6 separate regions of the Mus musculus genome follow, and regions 1, 2, 3, 4 and 6 are each linked to region 5. A link is a contact called in public HiCAR-type and promoter capture Hi-C data. All regions are on one chromosome and are shown on one strand. Each heading gives the region's core, a stretch centred on a gene start, on an enhancer-like site or on the middle of the called end of the contact. The rest is flanking DNA. Distances are from core to core; before and after follow the strand shown. Region 1 holds the start of Ropn1l (ropporin 1-like). Region 2 holds the start of Rnf19a (ring finger protein 19A). Region 3 holds the start of Cct5 (chaperonin containing Tcp1, subunit 5 (epsilon)). Region 4 holds the start of A830021M18Rik (a long non-coding RNA gene). Region 5 holds the start of Laptm4b (lysosomal-associated protein transmembrane 4B). Region 6 holds the start of Cmbl (carboxymethylenebutenolidase-like (Pseudomonas)).

What was found. Promoter capture Hi-C pulls out the DNA fragments that hold promoters and counts their contacts. HiCAR-type assays count read pairs that join an accessible place to other places.
Region 1: a contact with region 5 is called in a promoter capture Hi-C map of liver, with 4 times the contacts expected there. The contact joins the promoter of Ropn1l here to the promoter of Laptm4b in region 5. A contact is called at or near these places in 2 of 39 promoter capture datasets (embryonic stem cells and liver) and 1 of 115 datasets of contacts at active chromatin or transcription factors (astrocytes).
Region 2: a HiCAR-type map of astrocytes shows a contact between it and region 5, with 4 times the contacts expected there. The contact joins the promoter of Rnf19a here to the promoter of Laptm4b in region 5. A contact is called at or near these places in 1 of 39 promoter capture datasets (pre-B cells) and 1 of 115 datasets of contacts at active chromatin or transcription factors (astrocytes).
Region 3: a contact with region 5 is called in a promoter capture Hi-C map of pre-B cells, with 6 times the contacts expected there. The contact joins the promoter of Cct5 here to the promoter of Laptm4b in region 5. A contact is called at or near these places in 4 of 39 promoter capture datasets (embryonic stem cells, hippocampal neurons, liver and 1 more) and 1 of 115 datasets of contacts at active chromatin or transcription factors (astrocytes).
Region 4: a promoter capture Hi-C map of liver shows a contact between it and region 5, with 3 times the contacts expected there. The contact joins the promoter of A830021M18Rik here to the promoter of Laptm4b in region 5. A contact is called at or near these places in 2 of 39 promoter capture datasets (liver and pre-B cells).
Region 6: a promoter capture Hi-C map of liver shows a contact between it and region 5, with 4 times the contacts expected there. The contact joins the promoter of Cmbl here to the promoter of Laptm4b in region 5. A contact is called at or near these places in 2 of 39 promoter capture datasets (embryonic stem cells and liver).

The regions. Positions count from the first base shown.
Region 1 is chr15:31,451,866-31,455,251 of GRCm38.p6, reverse strand. It overlaps Ropn1l (ropporin 1-like), which reads left to right and starts at 1,563. Exons shown (of 5, transcript NM_145852.2): 1 at 1,563-1,839. The coding sequence starts at 1,709. Gm49208 (a long non-coding RNA gene) reads right to left here and starts at 1,581. Exons shown (of 2, transcript XR_003951491.1): 1 at 1,340-1,581; 2 at 1-572.
Region 2 is chr15:36,281,618-36,284,915 of GRCm38.p6, reverse strand. It overlaps Rnf19a (ring finger protein 19A), which reads left to right and starts at 1,769. Exons shown (of 10, transcript NM_013923.2): 1 at 1,769-2,004.
Region 3 is chr15:31,599,907-31,603,699 of GRCm38.p6, reverse strand. It overlaps Cct5 (chaperonin containing Tcp1, subunit 5 (epsilon)), which reads left to right and starts at 1,854. Exons shown (of 11, transcript NM_007637.3): 1 at 1,854-2,099. The coding sequence starts at 1,995. It overlaps Atpsckmt (ATP synthase C subunit lysine N-methyltransferase), which reads right to left and starts at 1,584. Exons shown (of 5, transcript NM_026546.3): 1 at 1,551-1,584. The coding sequence starts at 1,563.
Region 4 is chr15:36,723,710-36,727,498 of GRCm38.p6, reverse strand. It overlaps A830021M18Rik (a long non-coding RNA gene), which reads right to left and starts at 1,254. Exons shown (of 3, transcript XR_875150.3): 1 at 531-1,254. The region is part of intron 1 of Gm41297 (a long non-coding RNA gene); the gene reads left to right.
Region 5 is chr15:34,236,344-34,239,641 of GRCm38.p6, reverse strand. It overlaps Laptm4b (lysosomal-associated protein transmembrane 4B), which reads right to left and starts at 1,616. Exons shown (of 7, transcript NM_033521.3): 1 at 1,220-1,616. The coding sequence starts at 1,318.
Region 6 is chr15:31,567,247-31,570,556 of GRCm38.p6, reverse strand. Cmbl (carboxymethylenebutenolidase-like (Pseudomonas)) reads right to left here and starts at 1,724. Exons shown (of 6, transcript NM_181588.4): 1 at 1,618-1,724.

The DNA.
Region 1 (3,386 bases), core at 314-2,813, 2.8 Mb after region 5:
AAAACTGGTTATCTCCTGAAACACAGTGATTAGGAGAGTTGATGTGTTAAGTGACTGAAGATGTCTGCCTCCAAGGACCACAAGTGCAGAACAGATAGTAACCAGAAGATGGAAGAGAGAGCGAGAAGTCAGCTGCCCAAGCCAGCACACAGGACTCCCTCCGGGGAGACCGCTGAGGCCTAGCTGCTTCCTCAGTGGGCTCGTTAGGTCTGCACACATACACACCTAGTCCTCCATCAGCCTCCTGCTGCTACTCTGCAAGCCTTTAAAACCATGGGTAGACTGTCAGCAAGGCACAGGCCCCTCTGCATCACTTTATGTTGTTTAGCCATTGCGTTGGGTTTTTTTATTTTGTTTTGTTTTCTTTAATCTCCTTTGCTTATACAACCGTGCCTAAGACTTTCTTTCGGCTCGTTCATTTATGCTTTAGGATGTACTTGGAGGAGGAAGGAGCTTCTTGCTCAGGAACCACACCCATTTTGCTTAGGTGGCCATTTCCTTGCCATAGTGTATCTGGTAAAGCAGACACTTCCGTATGTATTCAGTGGATTCCACACAACGGGGCATGGATGCTGAAATTAAAAAAAAAAAAAAAGTGAAGTATTTGGACTGGTAACAGAATGAAAAGCAAACATTCACACTACAGATACTGTACAAACGAACTAATAGTAACTTATGTAGGGAAAAAAAAGGTCAATGTAGGCTAGGCTCACTTTTTTTTTTTTTTTTTTTTTAGATACAACAGCAAAATATAATTCACTTAAGAAAACAAAAGCTGAATTGTCACAATTTATACCTGAGACTTTTAAGAATAAAAGGAACAGACACCTGCACACCCAGATTGTTTTACAATCTTTTCCGCTTCACCAGTCATGTGGTGGTGGTGGTGGTGGTGGTGGTGGTGGTGGTGGTGGTGGTGGTGGTGGTGGTGGTGGTGGTGGTGTGGGTGGGAACAGACTTGTTGCTTCTTGAAGCGCTAAATGTTGCCCAGGCTGGTCTCCAATTCCCAGCTCAAATGAACCCCAGCCTTGCGAGTCTCGCAGTCCCCACATCAGATTTTAACTCTGTTGGTTTTACCCGATTGTGTTGTTTTTCTTTGGAGACCATGATAGAGGTTTTAATAAAAGTTAACCTACCAAGCTACATAATAGGCATTATTATTTACTCCTTATGCCTATCCCCCCCCTTAGGATAAATATTGCTAAGTCGTTAGAAAATCCTGTAGTCCCCAGATAAACGCTCATTTCTGTCAACAGTGTCTGAGAGTCCTTGTTTTCCCATTCTATTAACTAAATGTTTTTTTGCCAAGCTGCTTTGGTTTGGAAATGTGTATTCATACAGTGGGTGTGTGGACCAAATGGAGTCACACGCCAAGCCGAGACCCTGGTCGAGACCTCTTGGGGTTCGGATTAGCGCAACCTCCGCGTTTTAGGAAAACAAGCTGTTTTATGGCGCTCTCCGCTCTGTGGTCACTCGTTGGTCACAGAGGCCAGCCGGACGTCCGCCCCTTGTTTGCTGAGGCTGTGCGCATGCGCAGCTCGGGTTGCCTGGAGACCGCACGCCACAATCGCGTGCTCTATCCGCTCTGGGCGGTTGGGCCTCAGTTTCCTGAGGGGGCGGAGCAGTCCCTCCCCGCCGCCCGCTGCGCTGACCCTGCCTCTCCTCCCCGCAGCACAACGTCCCAGGCCGCCGCGGTCTCCCCAGAACGATGCCGCTGCCCGACACCATGTTCTGCGCGCAGCAGATCCACATCCCCCCGGAGCTGCCGGACATCCTCAAGCAGTTCACCAAGGCTGCCATCCGTACGCAGCCGGCGGACGTGCTGCAGTGGTCGGCGGGGTAAGGCCGGCCAGGGAACCTCACCCCGTTACCGAGTACAGACGCCGACGTTGTGGGTGTAGACTAACAAAGCTTGCACACCAACCGCGGGGCAAAAAGTGGCTCCGCTGAGTTTAAAAAAAAAAAAAAATCAGTTACAGGGATGTTATAAATGAAACCGCCCAGAACAACTGAATTATGCCCCCACCCACCCCCAAATGAGGCAGAGGTATGTGAAAGCTGCCACCTGAGAAAATTGTCCAGCACAGCTCACAGCTAGCGAACCTTCACACTCTAGAAACAAGGACAGGAACCCTTTCAAGGGCCTGACCATTATAATCTTAACACTCATTCTTTCGGTTTTACAAGAGAACTGTGCCACTTTTTAAATCACGAGAATAACTATTTTTAGCCAAAATTTGCTAACTTTCTCTGAACTATATTAGCTAAGGTGGTTTCGTTACTTTTGGCTGTTTTAACAACTCGACTTTTAAAAAACGACAGCTCTGGAGGTAAAAGCAACAAAACATCTGGAGCAGGCAACAGGCGTTTGGGGTGGCTGCTTCCATATCAGACTCGGCTGTTGGAACTTCCTGGCCCTTCTACAATCCGTGGGTTCTCTTCTGCCTTCCTCTCCTGAGGAGTCCTGTGATACATTTAGGAGCCATACCGTTTCTTCAGGATAGTTTCCCCCATCTAAAGTCCTTAATTGTGCAAAGACGCTTGCCATGTAGAGTACCTCTCACGGGGCTTCAGGGGACAGGACCTGGATGTCTTACTTAGCTCCGTCAGGGTCACCTGTGAGCCCAGCGGTCCCTTTGTCAGTTCTCTCAATAACCCCTCAGCGATATTACATATGCTCGAGCCTTAGAGAGAAGGGCTAGGGTGTCTTTATGAAAGTTTATTTGCACTTCAAGTCTCCGCCCCTATTGGCACATTTATTAATACTACAGAGAGAGTTTTTTTGAAGCCTTACACAAGAAATCCCTGATTCATTAGACTGCCGATGAGGGAACAACTATGAATAGGTGTGAATCCACCAAGCCACAGCATTGTAACCGGGGCCTGGACTTTTAGGTCAACAGTTCTGCATCTGTTTCTCTCGTGGCTGTCCGCACCACTCCTTAGCTCATTAACGAAACCACAGAGAGGAGCACAAAAGTCTTAGTAGTTATAGGTGGAGTTGACCCTAAAGGGTGAAGAGAGAGGGGGTTGCCTTTAATCTATTCAGTCTTCACTATCCATGTCCATCTATCTATGTTTCAGATTTAGATGGTTTCTGATAACTCATAGACATACCTGGTGCCCTGGTGCTTAATTTCATGTTCATCTTCCTGGCTACAAGTTCTTTGACTGTGGCTTAAGACCTTGCCTGGCACAAGGCCTCGTGCTGGCCAAATCCGAAGGGAATTCACTCAAGTTGTTGCCCCAAGCCATTTCTGTGCCTCCTTAACCTCCAGCTCACACATTTTCAGATTCCTAGAATGGAACTTTTTGGGGGGGGTGGGGGTGGGGGGTAGACCCAGGCAGAACTGGGAAAGATGGAAAGTGGGAAGCCTTTGTGTGTC
Region 2 (3,298 bases), core at 520-3,019, 2.0 Mb before region 5:
AATAAATGGGACTCAGTGAAAGGGACCAAAGACAGGGTGTCTGTGAGAACCCTGGACTTCTGGCTTGGCTCTGCTTGGATGAGAGAAGTAAGGGTTGTTTTAGATAAGCCCCTGTCTATCTCAGACAGACTTGAGCTATAGGTTTGTCTTAAGGTTCTGATGCTGCCACAAAACACCATGACCAAGAAGCAACTTGGGGAAGGTTTATTTGGCTTACACTTTCATATCACTGTTCATCACCGAAAGAAGTTAGGACAGGAACTCAAATATGGCAGGAACCTGGTGGCAGGAGCTGTTGCAGAGGCTGTGGAGGGGTGCTGTTTACTGGTTTACTCCTCATAGCTTGCTCATCCTGCTTTCTTATAGACCCCAGGACCAACAGCCCAGGGATGAAACTATTCACAGTGGGCTGTCTCTCCATCAATCACTAATTAAAATGTCCTACGGCTTCCTACAGCCCAGTCTCATGGAGGTGTTTTCTTCATTGACGATCCCTTCTCTCAAACGACTTTAGCTTGTCTCATGTTAAGATAAAACTATCTAATACAAGATGCCTCCATAGATTCAAGTGGAGATGTCCTTCAGGTATATCTCTCTCAGGATATGCATATTGGACTAGTAAGTAACAGCAGACCCTTCCAATTTCTAGGAAGACAGAAATTTAATTTCTCAGAACTATGATGACTATAGAGAGTACAGGACCACTGTTATTCTGCACAATTCTTTACTCAAAACCCTTACCAGTCATTACTCCATTTGTACTGCAAAGCTACTCTTGCACTATCCGTAGGCTTAAAGTGTCCTGTAGATTATTGGGCATCGAATGCAGCCTTTTGATAGCATTTTAAGGTATACACATAATGGCTCTCAACTTCCAATAAATGGAAATCATATCCATACTTACTCCCTTTAAGATGTATGGTCAAAGACATTTAGCCCTAGATCGCCTAGCCTGTTTCTAACTGGGAAAAATTTACTGTGTTACCAAAGAGGCCAAGTGGGGTTTGAAAAAATATGGCTCCTTGGTGAGTTTCTAGTTTAGACACACTGAAATAAGGATCGAGTGATATATTTAGATTAAGTAACAGATGGTGGATGGACATTTTGGCATCCATCACATCCATTTCTCAGGATTCTAAGGAAATGATCTAAGTCCCCAAGAGAAATAAACGGAGAGGATGGGATCAGGACAGGAAAGGGATCTGTTTATTTAACTAACTCTATACCAAGTCTTATGTAGGTGAAAAATTCAAAGGGTGTCCGACTGGATCAAAAGCTGGAGGGGAATGGAAGACACAGGCTGGGCCAAAGTAACTCCTACTGTATCAGACATTGATAAGACCTGAGATATTTCTTTGGGGACGACTCGGCTCTGCTCTCCCGAGGGTTGCCAATCAAGCAGGTGAACAAAGGATTGAAAAGCTAAGTCAGGGTCCTGTCGCTCAGGAAGCGCTCCACTTGGAACGCGGCTCCCGCCGTCCCTTCCTATCACCTCACGGAGACGGGGTCGGGGTTACAAGAAGGGCGTCTCCCGCCCCACTGCCCGGCGCGTTCCGAGTAAGTCGCCGCCCGCGGGAGGGCCGGCGGCGAGAGCGCGCAGTGCGAGGCGAACGTGCTGGAGCCAAGGAACCACCGCGTCCCAGAGATAACCGCGGCTGGTCGACGTGGGGCGGGGCGGGGCTTGACGCCAAGACGCAAGGCGCGCTGGGCGGGGCTATGCCGGGTGGGGCAGGAGGGAGTGGAGGGGGCGGGGCCTGGGGGCGAGGGCGGGGGAGAATGGCAGTTGCTGTGTTGGTTCCCGGCTGCGACGGTCCGACTGGAGTCACAGAGGGGAGTTCGGGAAAGCGGCCGCCCGCAACCGTTCCACCGGCAGCTCTCGCCCTAGCTGAGAAGGTTCCGCGGCGGTGCTGAAAAGTCGTCCTCCGTTCTGCCTCCGCTTTCTGCCTCCGCGGGATGGGCCTGCTCGCCAGCCGCCCCGCGCCGCCGCCGCCCTGAGGAGCTGAGGTACGGCAGGCGCCGGAGCCGCGGGAGCCGGGCGGCTCCCCTACGGATGGGGATTCAAGGCGCCGCTCAGGCCTCGGTCTGGGGCCGGGAGACCGTTGCGGCCGTCTCCGGGGTGCGGGCCGGGGCGTGGGGGGCCGGGCCTGTGGCCCCGTCGGTGTTGTGACTGTCCACGGCGCTGCCCCGAGCGTTCCGGGGCGGCGGAGCGGACGAGACCCGAGGGCGGCCGCCGTGGGGAGGCGGCGGGGGCGGAGCGCATTCCTGACGGGTGAAATCGCCTCTAACGGGACGCTTTCCGGGCCTCGCCGCACACTGGGCGCCGCGGACTTCGCCCCCGAAGCCTGCCGCCTGGGGCCCGGGAGGGCGGCGGGGAGATGACCGCCTCCTTCGGGAGCGGAGATCGCGCACACAAGCAGGCACCGGCGCGGAAAGCCGTATAGCCTGGGGATGAACGGGGGTCTTCCGGACTCCACGTCTGGGGTTTTCCCTGCCCTCACCCCGAGTGAGGCCACCACTTTGAATTGCCAGTTTTTCCTTCGGTCTGGGATTCCGCTCTACTGTCGCTCTCTTCTCTTTTTCCATTTCCACTAATGGGAAGAAGTGGTTTAGGTTCGTTAATCCTGAGACAAGGGCAGCAAATAAAAGAGGGAAGAGAATGGTGAAGGCTATATATGGGAAAAAGAAAGGTTTAATTTTTGCTTGTTGGCGCCCTTGGAGATAGAAATACACGACTGGTGCTTTACTTTGTGTAGGGTTGAGAATGTCGCAAAATGTTGGTAATGATAGGACGGCCTTTAAATGCAGCTGCAATTTTCAAACCTAGGGTTGGCTATAAAGGCTGGTGTAAAATGATAGCAAACGGGAGGTATGAAAGCGGGCCTTTCCGTGGTTGGTGCCTTCAAAATATTTTGATCTTCCTCATTCTACTTTGTGTATGTTTGTGTATACGCACGCGTACCTGGCAGTCTTTGATTATTTAATATTTTAACCAGAATTTCTTGACCCTTTTCATTGTATGTAGTGTGACGAGATACTTGTCTTTTTTTCCCTTTCCGGTTTTGCTATAAACCGGTCTCTTTGCACATCCTAGTGCTTCTGTTTGTAATTCAAGTCATTTCCATATTTGCTTGCTTAAGCTTCTTTAACACAGAGCTGTCTGTATTGAATTAAAATGTAAATATTTAGAAAATGGCTATGTCCTTACTTTCAAATGTTCTTTACTTGGTACATACAATTTCATGGACAAAGAATTGGTATTAAGTCTTGGGACTTACTAAACCAAATTATGCAAAACAAA
Region 3 (3,793 bases), core at 605-3,104, 2.6 Mb after region 5:
TATAATAATAAATAAATCCCTTTTTTAAAAAAAGAAAGAATTCTTTCTGTCATAGACAGATCATACTGTATCAATTTGGGCTACGACAGTTAAACACAAATCAGATGGCCCAAGGTCTGCCTCACCTGTAGACACATGCACAAAGCCAGAAGGTAGACAATAATGACGCCCCGGTCTCCAGGGTCTCCCAGCTGGCCTTTGAGTTGTAGAAACCAACTGAGGCAAAGACGTGTCAGCCTATGTATGAGCATCTGAAGGAATACAGGGGAAAGGAAACTAGGAATCTGAACTGAGGGCAAAAGCATCGAACCACTGGGCCCGTGCAAGCAAGAAGAGTGGGAGCGGAGCAGCCGCCTGACTGGAAGGCGGTCTGTGACCCACGTGGGAATCTGCTCGCTCCTGCACCACGTGGGACCGAGACCTAGCACAAGCGGTCAGGCTTGGCAACAAGCGCCTTTACTTGCCGTGCCATCCTTGAAGTCTTTCTTGAACCTAGCTTGATGTCCACCAACAGTGGAATGGATACAGTGTGGTGTACATACACACAGAGCTTTATTCAACTGTAAACTAATGACTCAGAACCATCATGTTTTCGCTCAGATGCAGAATCTTGTTGTATACAAGTGTGTGTGCTGTGTTGAGAGGGAAGACCAGGAGGAGAGAGGATAATGAGGACAGCTTATAGGTCAATGGCAAGGTACAATTACATATATATATATGAATGAAAATGTCACAATGAAACCTTGTTTGTGTTAACTTTAAAAACCTTGTCCTGACATAATGTCAATCTGTGTCATGTAACAGCACAGACCTGAAAGCTAGCCTACTGTCATACAGGTTATATGCACTCTAATTTTGAGTACCTAATAAAAACAGACAATACGGCAGGGACAGTTTCTGTTCTGTGGGGTACGAGTGGAGAGACTGGAAACTCGTCACAAATAAATCCGAGCTTATAAAATGAATCGTGATTTCTGGCAGACGTACCGTGCAGTTACCCTTACGGGGTATCTTTCTAACAGCAAAACGCTGAGAACAAGAGACTCTGAGCACCAGCCGGTGCTACTTTGTCTCCACCTACAGTACACGCGCGGGGAAGGCCCAGGATCTGTGTAACCTGGGAAGTTAAGGACAAATACTATGTGCTGACGACCAGGCACGTCCAGCAACCTTGTGAAGTAGGCATTATCATTATTATTATTATTATTGTTTTTGTTGCTATTATTTTGTCATTATTGTTGTTGTTATTGCTGTTATTATTGTTATTATTATTATTATTATTATTATCTTTGCAGACAAGAAAACAAAGCTACAGGCTCAATAGCTTCCAAGCAGCAGCTCGTCCACCGCAGGGTGGATTCCAGCCGACCTAGGATCGGGCTGAGCAGTGAGTCTTGTGCACGGAGGTGCGGACAGCAGCCCCCAGCAAGCACTGTGGTAGCCACGACCGGCGCGGGACGGAGAGCACCGCAGCCACGCGCGCCCGATCCCCACAAGCGCCCGCGCCACAGACAACTATATCGCCCGCCGCCAGGCCGGTCAAACCTCACCTACTCGCTCCATCGCGCGTTCCGGGGAGACCGGAAGTGGAATCTACCAACGTCTTAGAGCCCGGGCGGCAATCAAAGAAAAGAAAAATATCTTAAGGAAATAAGCTCCCCGCTGCAACTCTGGATTCAAAAACTTTGAAAACTTAAATCCTTGAATCAGTGACTACATTATGTCTAGTATTAGCATTTGTGTGCTAGACGTCGCCTTCTAAGTTTCGAACACCCCCCCCCTCGGTTCGTGGAAAACGGACGTTCCCAACAGCGGCCGATTCCAGAAGCTACTCTGCGGCGTAAAAAAAGTCACTGTTGAAAAGTAAGTCGCGGGGTCTGCACTGCGCATGCGCGGGATTCTGCGTCCTCTCGCGAGAGGGAGGTGCGGTGTGTCTCTCTTCCCGAGTGGTCCCCGCTGGTTACTGGAGGAGCGCTCGTTCTAGTTCGTCCACCATGGCGTCCGTGGGGACCCTCGCCTTCGATGAGTATGGGCGCCCCTTTCTCATTATCAAGGACCAAGATCGCAAGTCCCGTCTCATGGGGCTTGAGGCCCTCAAGGTAACGGCCCGGAACGCGAAGCCGCGGGATGAAGGGAGTGGGCCGGAGCGCTTGTGCGCCTGCGCTGGCGAGAGAGCAGCTCGGCCATGTGCTGGCCCGAAAGCTCGAGAATCTCCGGTGCCGGGGAGCCCCTTTGGGCTCTAGGGTCACATCCCCGCTCTGGCTGCGGGAGAGGGCGTAGAGGCCTTCGTCCCACGGTGGGGTAGGGAGAGCGATCCGCCGCTTCAGAGCTGGGTGGGGTCGCATCCCCAGCTCACCGGGCGGGCGAGCAGGCCTGCGCCGGTGCATCTGTAACATCTGTAAGTCGCTTGTCCCTTAGAAGCGGGGCTGTCCCGAAAGGGAGAAAACTAGTGAGAAACGTGCACAGGACAGACCGAATGGCTGCTTGTAGGAAAGGGACCGTAAAGTCCCTTGGGCCAGAAAACGCATGGTGGTGACTTTTGGAGTGGAAGGAGAGAGTTTCAGTGGAGCACAGTTGGCCGCAATTGAGGATAGTTTCCTAAAGGGAAACAAAGAAGTTACCCTGAGGGAAGGCAGAGCCGAAGTGTTGAGTCGGAAGGCATGTCTCACAGAAGGAGAGGAATAAGAAAGGCTACCCAAGAGCCGGTGCTAGGCCCCCAGAGGAGAAAGGAGTGACAGTCACTGGTGTTGCCACAAAAAGCTCAGAGGAAGGAGGGAGCCCCATTTTAGGTTGTATTGTGCCAGTCGTGCCTCCAGGTTTGAGGTGCCCTGGTTGACCTGGTGTTAGGGAAATCCCTCGGTGAGTTCTCTATCAAACCGAATTTCTGACAGGTGTTTTGGAGTGGCTGCAGAAGTGGACATAGCAACTGAGGCCTGGTAGATGCTTGGTTCTCTTTGCCTTCAGCTTGTGCGCGTTGTGTGTTGACTTGTGTACTGGCTAGTTTTGTGTCGACTTGTGTACTGGCTGGTTTTCTGTCAACTTGACACAGGATGGAATTATCACAGAGAAAGGAGCTTCAGTTGGGGAAGTACCTCCACGAAATCCAGCTGTGGGGCATTTTCTCAATTAGTGATCAAGGGGGAAAGACCCCTTGTGGGTGGTGCCATCTCTGGGCTGGTAGTCTTGATTCTATAAGAGAGCAGGCTGAGCAAGCCAGGGGAAGCAAGCCAATAAGTAACATCCCTCCATGGCCTCTGCATCAGCTCCTGCTTCCTGACTTGCTTGAGTTCCAGTCCTGACTTCCTTTGGTGATTAACAGCAATGTGGAAAGTGTATTCTGAATAAATTCTTTCCTCCCCAATTTGTGTCTTTGTCATGATGTTTTGTGCAGGTATAGAAACCCTGACTAAGACAACTTCAACCCCCTTTTTTTTTCCTGTTTCTGGGGACGTGCCAATAACAAAATTCCAACAGACAGAAAATTGACCAGTATAACTCATGTTAACAGTCCTGTTGTGCCAGCCGTTTGTGTTAACCAGATGGACTATTGCATGTGGTCCTCACTCAGGATGGGTCCTGCTTACAGAATTAGATTCTTTAGGGACAGAGTCATAGAGAAATTGCCGAGTAGAGAAGGGTCATGACTTATTCCACTTCCACCTGAGTCAAAGCTAGGTCCAGAGCCGTGAGGTTCCCCTTGGCGTTAGACCAGAGCATCTGTGGTTGGAGGCCTGTCTTGTGTATAGTGTTGGGCTGGTTCTTTGGCCTCTGCTAGTACATACCAGTTTAGCCA
Region 4 (3,789 bases), core at 5-2,504, 2.5 Mb before region 5:
ATTGTCAGGCAGCACCGCCCTGAACAGAGAGTGAGGGGCGGATGGAAAGTACGTGGTGGCGGCAGAATCAGGGGAGCAGGGAACCGGGAGTGGAGAGCAAGCAGCAAGAAAACGTGGGGTAGGGAATGGTCTACAGATCGCTAGCTAGAGAGTTGTAAAAGTTTGCTATTAAAGTTCCAGTAAACGGCCATTTAGAGTTATTCTTTGATGGGTATAGGGGCCAAATTTTAACCAGGAGACGTGCTAGCAAAGATATTCCCTTCTGGGTGAGAATAGGAGCAAGTGACTTCCCCGTTCCCCGGTGTCTCTAGTACAAATGTGATAGCTAGAAACAGAGGCAGCCAAAACAGATCACCAGCCACGCAGTGAACTAGCAGCTGAGCTGCGGGACCAGTGCACGAGCTGTGTGTGGGGCTCAGAGCCTGAGGGAGGATGGTTTGCCTAAGCGTAGGATTTTTTCAGCAGTGTGCAAGAGAAGCCAAGAGAAAAACCGTCAGAGAAAGAGAGACAGAGACAGAGAGAGCACTCACCCAGGGGTAGAGGTCCGAGAACGAAGCATCAGTAAGAAGACCAGGACACCACGGGGTGGCTGCAAGCTCAACAGCCCTCCCTTGGGACCAGAGGGCGTTTATGCTGACCAGTGAGAGTAGGGAGCTTTACCAATTCTCCAGTGCTTGGGTGGAGAGGTCTAGCAAGAGATCCATCCCATGGCTGCAAAGTCCATGTGGCAGCACGGAAATATGAGCTCATGCAACCTGTGAGTTTCTAAATCCCAGGCACAGCACCCGTGTTGGTAGAGGCGCTGTATGGTGGGTGAGGTGGAAGGGCTGCCTCCACAGGCCCCCGCTGAGGCATCCCCTCCCCCTGAGGCATGGTATGGAGTTTATTTAGGGCATGGGGAAGGTGGGAGGCAGAGAAAGGCGGGAGGTGGGGAGAGGAGAGGGAGAAGCAGGCCAGGAACACATGGGGAGAGGAAGGGGGGAGCGGGAGAAGGGGCAGGTAGTAAGAAAGAGGATCAGACAGCGAGGAAGAGACATGCAGACCCTTTTAGAGTGAGCCAGGCATACCTGGCTATTGCCAGGTCATGCCAACAGTAACTTCTGCTCTTTAGCAGCCTGTAGTGACATTAATTCTCTTTACATTTAGACAATTTAAGTGTCTAAAGATTGGTGACCCAACCAGGAGAGCAATAGCAAAGCATTATATGGCAAGCATTTGTACCACACTCCCTTGTGACATAGCCCAGCCCATCAAAGGTCTGTACCACACCCTCTTGTGACATAGCCCAGCCCATCAAGTACCAGCATCCTCCCAGGTGTATGTTAGCTTCCTCCAGCTGTGGGCCGCGTTGGGTGCCAGAAGTGCTTCTCTGTCCTCTGTTTCCTCCCTCAGGGTGTCCAGGCACCAGGCTTGAAGGATGAAGTGGAGTCTGGAACAGGTTGGGACTGGCTCTCAGTCCAGCTGAACTCACATGTGGGCATGGGGTGGAGGGCTTCACCAAGGAAGGCCTTCTCTGGCGATTTTAGTCTTACAGCTCTTTTAGATGACTCCCAATGAAGTGGCTCTTAGATGGTCTTCAGTGAAATAGCTGGTGCTCACTTACTTTATTTGGGTGGACAAGGGCTGTATATGAACTTTGGAGAGTGGAGAGGAGTTTTCAGGGTGAATGTTGATGACTGGCTGGAGCTCAGTGAACTGGGAACGCCTCTTTTGTGTGGAAAAGCTCTCCAGGAATCCCAGGTATTTGCTGGGCAGGTTCTTATGGGGTGTAGGGAGAGGAATTTGTAGGTTTGCCAAGGACCCCATTACCTTCCTCAGGTAGAGGATGGGGGGGTAGTCAGAGAAGTGGAAGCCCTGCTAGAAAAAGGGAATTCTCCATTTTGTGCTGAGCTCAGAGGAGCTACACAAAACATGGGGATGTTCCATTAGCTGAATGTTGCTAGAGGAGTGATCTTACACGCGTTCGCAACCGGCCAGGAAAGACGCAACAAACCAGAATCTTCTGCGGCAAAGCTTTATTGCTTACTCAGGAGCAAGAGAGGAAGAGCGCGGCAGAGAGAGGCAGAGAGGAAGAGAGAGAGAGAGAGACACAGAGAGACGCAGAGAGAGAGGCAGAGAGAGGGGCAGAGAGGGAGAGAGGCAGAGAGCAGAGGAAGAGAGCAGAGGAAAAGACGAAGAGGCGAAGAGATGAAGAGAAGAAGAAACGAAGAGACGAAGAGGCGAAGAGAAAGAGTGCCAGAACCCCGTCCCTTTTAAGGAGAATTATCCTCCGCCTAGGACGTGTCGCTCCCTGATTGGCTGCAGCCCATTGGCCCAGTTGTCATCACAAAAAAGGCAGAGCACATGGCGGGAAAACTGCCCCTGCACATGTGCAGATTATTTACTACTTAGAACACAGCTGTCAGCGCCATCTTATAATGGCAAATGTGAGTGCGGCTCCCCACAGAGTGAAGCCCAAAGACTTGTGTCAAGGTGCTCATGAGTCCAGCATGGGACAGTCTGGGAAAGCCGGAGTTTATGGAGTTTATAGGTCAGTGGTCTCCAGAGGTTGGCAGATGAAGATGCAGAATACAGGTTTCTTCAGCTATTCCTCATATTTTGAGGGTGGCATACACCATTTTGCTCAAAGCCTGTAGAATAGAGACAGAAGTGGGGGCTGATGCAGAGCTAGAACACACTACAGTGGCACACTCGTTGTAACAACTCCAAAACACGTTTGTGTCCAGTGACAAACACTGCCCTCCCCCTCTGCTGGCTCCCCTCCAGCTTCCTACAATCCACCACATACAAGGTGACATCAGACCAGAGGAGCGGCTCTAAGACTTCTCTCCATGATGCAACTAGTGTATGAGCTGTCCTGATTATCCAGGGTCCACACCAGGCTGCTGGCTAAGTATCTTGAACTATGCTGCTGAGTCTACTAGGGAGAATTTTAAGAAAACCTCCTCCCTGGATTAAGGAGTGGGGGAGGTTATGTTGGCTTTTTCCTTGCTTCCTTTCTCCCTGCCTTAACATATGGTGGAGCAGTGTGACAGCCATCTTGTGATGACAGGGTAGCAAGAAGATGGATATGTTCTGGGTCCCTGATGGACCGACGCTGCACCAAACCTAGAGCTGGCTTTTCTCTGAATGCTTTAGGGCATGAGACAAGATGGCTGAATACTGCAAATGGAAGCCTTACTTCCATTGTTGTTACTTTCGGATTAACTCAAGCTGGGAGGGAGGTGTTTGAAAAGGAAAGCAAGGCTCAGGAAAGCAGGAGACCTTACTCAGGCTCAGGAAAGCAGCTTGGGCTGAAGGGAAAGAGTTTCCCATCAGCCTTGCCTGCTGTTAACCCTGATCCTTCCTCATTCCTACTCAGACCCTTACTCGGCATTCTCGAGTCATTACCAAGCACACTTAAAAGAAACCATTTACAAACTAAAAAGAGATATACTTGGTTCACAGCCATGCAGGTTTAAGCCTGAGGCTGAGTACTCACTCATATTAGTCTGGGCTTCTGGTCACATTTCGAGGCAGGAGCTGAAGACAAGAGACTCTCTTCTCAGGATTTCCTTGGATGACCCTCCTCCAACCCCCCACCCTAACCTATCTGCGGAGACCCTATCTGTGGAGGCGTTTGCCTTGGCCTGGCGGGAGGGTTCAAGTGAAGGGGTAGGGGTATGAGCAGGGAGGGGGAAATGACTCCACCCGCCTTCTAGTGCTGCTACTGTTACTGTGCTGTCTACACCCGCCAAGCTGGCTGGCGAGCAGAGAGCAGGGGAGCTTCTGCTCTCAAAAGCTTCGGGA
Region 5 (3,298 bases), core at 367-2,866:
CAATGCCCTAGATTTTACCAACTGCATCCACTGAAGCCCTTGCAAGCCTGCAGATCTGAACACTTCCAAGGAGGACACAGACATTTGCAGCCCACCTTCTGCCCTGACTGGCCATCGATAAAAGCACTTCCTGAGGCCACTTTCCACACTCCAACTATGGTTTTAAATTCCTGTAAATTCCTTGGCTTTAAGAAAAGTCAGGGCTGAGCCAATACATTAATGTTCAATTTGCATTCACACTGAACAGCCAGAACCCACATATACCAAAGGTCTGTTGGAAAGCTTTTAAGACTAAAAAATTCTATTATGCGGCCATAATGGACCCAACTAAAGAAAACTTGAGACTATAAATAGAACTGTAACATCACGTGGAAGGGGAATGCATTGTTTAAAATGGCACAAGGCAGTTTACAATTCAATACTGAATATCTTTTTAAACTATCAAAGGGAGCTAAGAATATGTTCTAACTAAAAAGTTTTATATGCCACTTAACTACCACTTTCAACTACATTTCGTTGTTCTGCAGCAAGTAGCTCGGATCTCTCTAAAATGATGTCACAAAATCCAAAATATTGAGGAATCCGACTCAGTCCAAGGCTGCCAACCACCAACCAAGGGCAGCCAGCGCCACAGGGCAAGAATCCATCAAGCTAACTCGCTGCCCCAGAGAATCACATGTTTGTTCTTGACACAAATGTGAGCGCCAACCTGAAGGCCATTTTTAAAGAAAACTAAATTTGCCCGCCGTGCCTATTCAGAGGGATCACCTGTCCTCGGGCAGGAACCTGAGTGGTTGTTAAGATGGCTTCTCCAAGCCAACTGGAACACAGGCACACTTGGGTACCTTCCCTGTGTAAGAGCTTTAAACAGGCGTACGCAGGAAAATCCTCTCGAGAGGAACAAGAATTTCCCAACCGTTTCTGCTCGGACGCGAACTCGCGAGGGCGAACGCTGTGTAGCCGTGGTGCGTCCCGGGGGTGAACATGCCCGGCCCGCACCTCGCAGGGCCCGGTGCCCCACCCCCCCCCGCCCGGCCCCACATGCCCCCGCCACTGCAGCCCGGCTCTCCCCGAGAATTAACTTTCTAATAATACAACTTTAGGCGGATGATCGCGGGCGGCCCCCAGACCGACGCCGACCTAGAAGCGACTTAGTGGCGCGGGGTGAGCGGCGCGCGTGGGGACCCCGGGGGCTCCCTCGACGCCAGGGCGCGCTCACCAGGTACCAGACGCCCAGCAGGATGGTGCCGGTGCGGACATGGCAGCACAAACAGCAGCTGTGGGAGTAGAACCGAGTCCAGGGAGCGACCATCTTCATAGCTCCGGCGCTCGTGGAAGTTTGTGAGAGCGTCGCTCGCTTCGTCTTGGGTCCGCTGCTCCTGCCCCTCTCCTTGGCCGCCCCGACCCTCGGACCGCTCGCCCGACCCTTGGCTCTGCACTGTACCGAGAGCTCCGAGTGGCCGCTGCGACGGGACACTGGGCTCGAAGACCGCGGCGACGCTAGGAGGCAGGGGGGAGGAGAAGCCGTGGGTCACGTGGCCTGCCCGGGCTCGTGATGTCACCACCGGCTCCAGCCAGCTGCGGGCGCTGGGAGCGCTGCGCCAAATAAATGCTTCCTTGCTGGACCCTGAGGGAGTCTCCAGAATTTTCCTCCGGAAATGGGGTGCACCTTTGGTTAGGATTCAGATTCATTCCAGCTGTGTTTGCCTCACATCTAGCTTGCAAATAACCGGTGAATGCTGTGCTAGGATTGTAGTTATCTTGCAAACTGGCGGAAGGAAGGAAAACTGCTTAGAATGATTATTCCAGTCAACTGCGGTACTTTGAACCACTGCGGAACCCGCAGAGAGCAATTTATCTCAGCTTCCCAGCTCAATTACTTTAGTAGCAATCTTTTCCCAGAAAATAGAATGTGTGTCAAGGGCATCCTCACTGTGCTTCCGTGGCATTTTTAATAATGACTGAAGTTCTAGTAAAACAAAAACAAAAAAACAATTACTGCCAAAAGATCTATGCAAGTCACAATACACAGCGTTGAAAGAGCCCAGGCAGAGGACTAGGGTCTGGGGGCGGGGGATGTCCCTCCAGCTGCTGTTTTGGATAGGATCCAAGTTTAGCCTTTGATGACCACAGTGCTAGCTAAGAAGCTCTGATAACTTAAATTAAAAGTTCGTGTGAAGCCGGGCATTGGTGGTGGTGCACGCTTTAAATCTCAGCAGTCAGGAGACAGAGGCAGGCCAGCGTCTATAGAGCAAGTTCCAGGACAGCCAGTCTAGTCTATAGAGCAAGTTCCAGGACAGCCATCCTAGTCTATAGAGCAAGTTCCAGGACAGCCATCCTAGTCTGTAGAGCAAGTTCCAGGACAGCCAAAACTGCACAGAGAAACCCTGTTTCAGGAAAGGAAAGAAGGAAGGAAGAAAGGAAGGAAGGAAAGGAAGGAAGGGAAAAAAAGAGACCATGTGAAAGTTTTATTTCAGGATTAGAACAAGAAATAAAATGGGTTCAATTTGGCCGGTCAGTGGTGGCGCATGCCTTTAATCCCAGCACTTGGGATGCAGAGGCAGGTGGATTTCTGAGTTCAAGGCTAGCCTGATCTACAGAGTAAGTTCCAGGACAACTAGAGCTATACAGAGAAGCCCTGTCTTGAAAAACAACAAAAATTTAAAAAAGTTTTAAAATGGGTTCGATTTAAATTAAAGTACATGTCAAATAAGATGAAAGATGGTTCAAGATTGGTTAGTTTCACAAAGACGTGCATCTACCACACTCTAGTTTAAACTTGGCTTCTATTCCCAGAGATACCACGTGTAGGTCCTTGAGCAAAGATACAAGCAGGATAACTGTTGTGGGAGGAATTGGAAAAGCTCGGTATTTGTTTCTTTTCTTCGTAACATTAAAGATAATTTTCTCTCTGGGATTGTCTATTGTTAGTTATGGGCTGGGGCTTTCCTCTCATGTGGAGTGTTATCTCAGGATGCAGGAGGCTCTGAGCTCCATCCTCAGGGTTGCAAAAAGAGTATATAATTATGCCCACAGCCATTAGTGAACAAAACCACAAACATTAGTATTCAGGAAAGGGATAGTAATACAGACTGAGGAATACTGCATTGAAAGACTCTGAAAATTCAAAATTAACATAGATACTGCCCTCTCTCTTCTTTTCCCACAAAGATTTCAAATTTATTAAGCAAATGACACATTGATTCAGATGAATTTTATATTTCAGAAAATTTACTATTCTAGATATGAAGTCACAGTAGCCAAATTGCTATAGATTTTAAAATATAGAATAGACACT
Region 6 (3,310 bases), core at 475-2,974, 2.7 Mb after region 5:
TGTAGGTGTGATGGGCAAATTTCAAGGGCCACCTCACCTCCTCCAAGGGCCACCTCACCTCCTCCAAGGGCCACCTCACCTCCACCAAGGGCCACCTCATCCCCTTCAAGGGCCACCTCACCTCCACCAAGGGCTCCCTCATCCCCTCCAAGGGTTTTCCATGTCTCCTTTGTCATAGGTGTCATAGACACCTTCCTGGGGTCTTCCCTTGCTGGATCTAAGTCTGCTCTTTGTGACATCTTTCTCGAATCAGCTAGAACATCAGTCCCCTCTGTCGTGACTACCATAAACCCTCGGCTGTTTACACCTGGATGAATGTTCACCTTTTGTGGAAGGCTGTCTTTTAGGAGCAAAACTCTATCACTTTCCCTGCCCCCTGGAAGTCAGACACAGCAAGAAAGCATGTCTCAGAGTACAGATTTCCTGATTTAAAGCTCTGAGGATTGGTGTAGCTCAGAAGTCAGATCACACAATGAACTTGTCCAAAAGAAGTATATATATATAGAGATAGATAGATAGATAGATAGATAGAGAGCCTTAACAAGCTCAGAGTGCACAAACAAGATTGCAGCAGGAAGTACCTGCAAAAAGGAGTCACAGACATGGGCTCAGAGTACAAGGGCAAGTTTGATCCTGTAGAAAGCTGGTGTTTAAGGAGGGAGGGGCTGGCAGCCTGCCAGGTTAAAGGTTGTAGAAACTTCACTGCGCCTGATTTTGTGTCCTGCCCTGAGGAAGGCAGAGCCAACTCCTAGCCTTGAGTGATTCTGCTGTTCCCTCCCCCAAGTACTTAGTTTTCCTGACCATGTGCACGGTCTGCAGCAGGTCCACGGTTTGGACAGCGTTAGATAGAAAACTAGACCTAAGCGGCACATAGAGACCTCTTTAATCATGCCAATCACTGCCATGCCTTTGGTCTGTTCTCTCTGTTGCAGGCCCAGCAGGCTGTCCCGTGGTGTGTGTGTGCCCAGGGCTCCATTCTGACTACCTTGTTTTAAACGGACTCTGGGGACAACAGGTGTCCTTTTCTGTCAGCAAGTGGATATAAACTGCATCGGCCAGTCTCTTTAGGACCTGGGCCAACCCCAGTGGCCATGGAGTGTAAAACCACACTGTCTTGGCAAGATCCACCCACCATCTAGGATGTCATATTCTTATATGACAGCCTGTCTTTGCTTCTATCCACCCAGAAGAACTGTTGCCAGACGTGGGTACTGAGTTTAATGCAAATATGCTCAGTTTGTTCATGATTCCATCTTCACAAAACAACAACAACAACAACAACAACAACAACAATATAATCAAAATGCCCAGCCTAAAAATAGTATTTAAGGTCAGGGAAGAAGGGTTCTTCTCAGGGACGTGAGTTTGACTACAAACTCTCAGCTGTTTTTAAAAGCAAACATCTGAATACCTACAGAAAAATATCCTCAGAAGTCAAGGGTGGGCACCTAGGGCTGGCTGTGGTCCTTGCCATTTTTGCCAGGACAGTATATATGGCAGCTCATTTTGGAAAATGATCCTGGAAGCGCCTCACATCTGCACCAGCAAAAGCCCTTTTCCTGCAAAGCCACAGGCAAGGTCCAGCAGGTTTGTCTGTCCCCAGCGACCAGCACCTACCTTGTCTAATGGTGAAGAGCAAGTCAGCAGGAGGCAGACGCCCTGGAGCTGACCCGGTAGGGAGGGACATGCAGAAGAAGGGAGGAGTCTCAGTCTGCACGGGAAGTGGACACTGCTGTGGCAGTGTCCTGCATTCCCGGGAAAAGCCGGGGGAGGGGCAGGTCCGCAAGGACCGCGAGAAGGGGCTGGATCCTGGCTCCCGGATGGAAGCAAGAAGGCAGGGTAGGAAGAGTGGTGATAGGAGGGAAACAGAGGCCTAAAGAGGCAGGGAATGAGCCTGGCACTCTGCCCTGGGCCTGTCTACTGGGACGCATACTTCTCTGTGGTCAATCACAATCGGGCTATTTCAAGCACTAAGCTACTACATTTGTGTATTTACCCCAACTTACATATAATCTTCTTGTGGCTTGGGTGGTTTGTCTGTGAGGAAGGAAAGTAGTGAAAGAAAACGTTGAGAAAAGAAGATGGAGGCATCGCCCAGGGAAGAGCAATGAAACCAGTGTTAATTTTCCGGTGCTGTCTCTTGAAGATGTGGGTGCTGGCTCAAGGCCTAGCTCTGGGCAGCGCTTGTCCTCAGGGCAAACCAATAACATAAACCGTGCCTTTGCTGAGAAAGATGGATGAAATCTAAAGCCCACGAGCTCCGTTAAAAGTCTCAGGTGGGACAGGATTGCTCTCCCTGTTTCTGAAACTGTCAAAAAATGCATACAATGGAGTGGGGAAGCTGCCTCTTAGTGTTCCACAAAAGCAAAACATTTTCTCTAAGATGGAGAGGTGGGGGTTTTTTTCTGGTTTTTTTTTTTTTCTTCTTCTTCTGTTGTCTTGTTGTTTGTTTTGGTGCTTGTGAGGGAGGCTCAGTTGTGTTTTTGTTTTCACTTATTTTTTAACTTTTAAAATGTATTTATTTGTATTTTTATGTATATCGGTACATTGGTGTTCTGCCTACATGCGTGTTCACGTGAGTGTAGACAGTTGTGAGCTGCCGTGTGGGTGCTGGGAATTGAACCCAGGTACTTTGGAAGAACAGCCAGTGCTTTTAACCACTGAGCCATCTCTCCAAGCCCCTATTTTTTTTGTTTCATTTTATGTATATGGTCTCTTGCCTGCATGTATGTCAGCATGACTGGTGTCACCTGAGACCAGAGAGGGAAGTGGACCCCTGGAATTGAAGCTACACATCCAGATTGAACATGGCCAGCAGAAAAGACCGGGCCATGAGAGGAGAGAGAAAATAGAGTAGGAAGGAAGAGAAGAGAGGAGCAAGGAGGGGCGGGGCAAGAATGGAAAAAGCCAAGAGAGGGGCGGGGCAAAAGAGGAAAAAGCCAAGAGAGGGGCGGGGCAGGAGGGGCGGTGCAAGAGAGGAAAAAGCCAAGAGAACCAAGGGAAAGGGAAAAGAACCAAGAGAGTGCAGAGTCTGTAATGGTGGGGCGACATAGGAAAAGGAAGTTGCGGGAAGGGAAGCAGTCCCTATGATTGAGAGGTTTAGGTAGGGGCTGGGGTGAGAAGAGCCACAAGTACCAGTGAGCCTGGAGGGCTGTGTGTGCTTCGGTATGCTAATAGCCAGCCATTTGCCCTGAGTTTCTTTGGGACCTGACACATGCATGATGTATGTATGTATGTATGTATGTATGTATGTATATATGTATATGCACCATGTGGTTGTCTGATGCTCTCCAAGAGCTGAAGAGGTGTC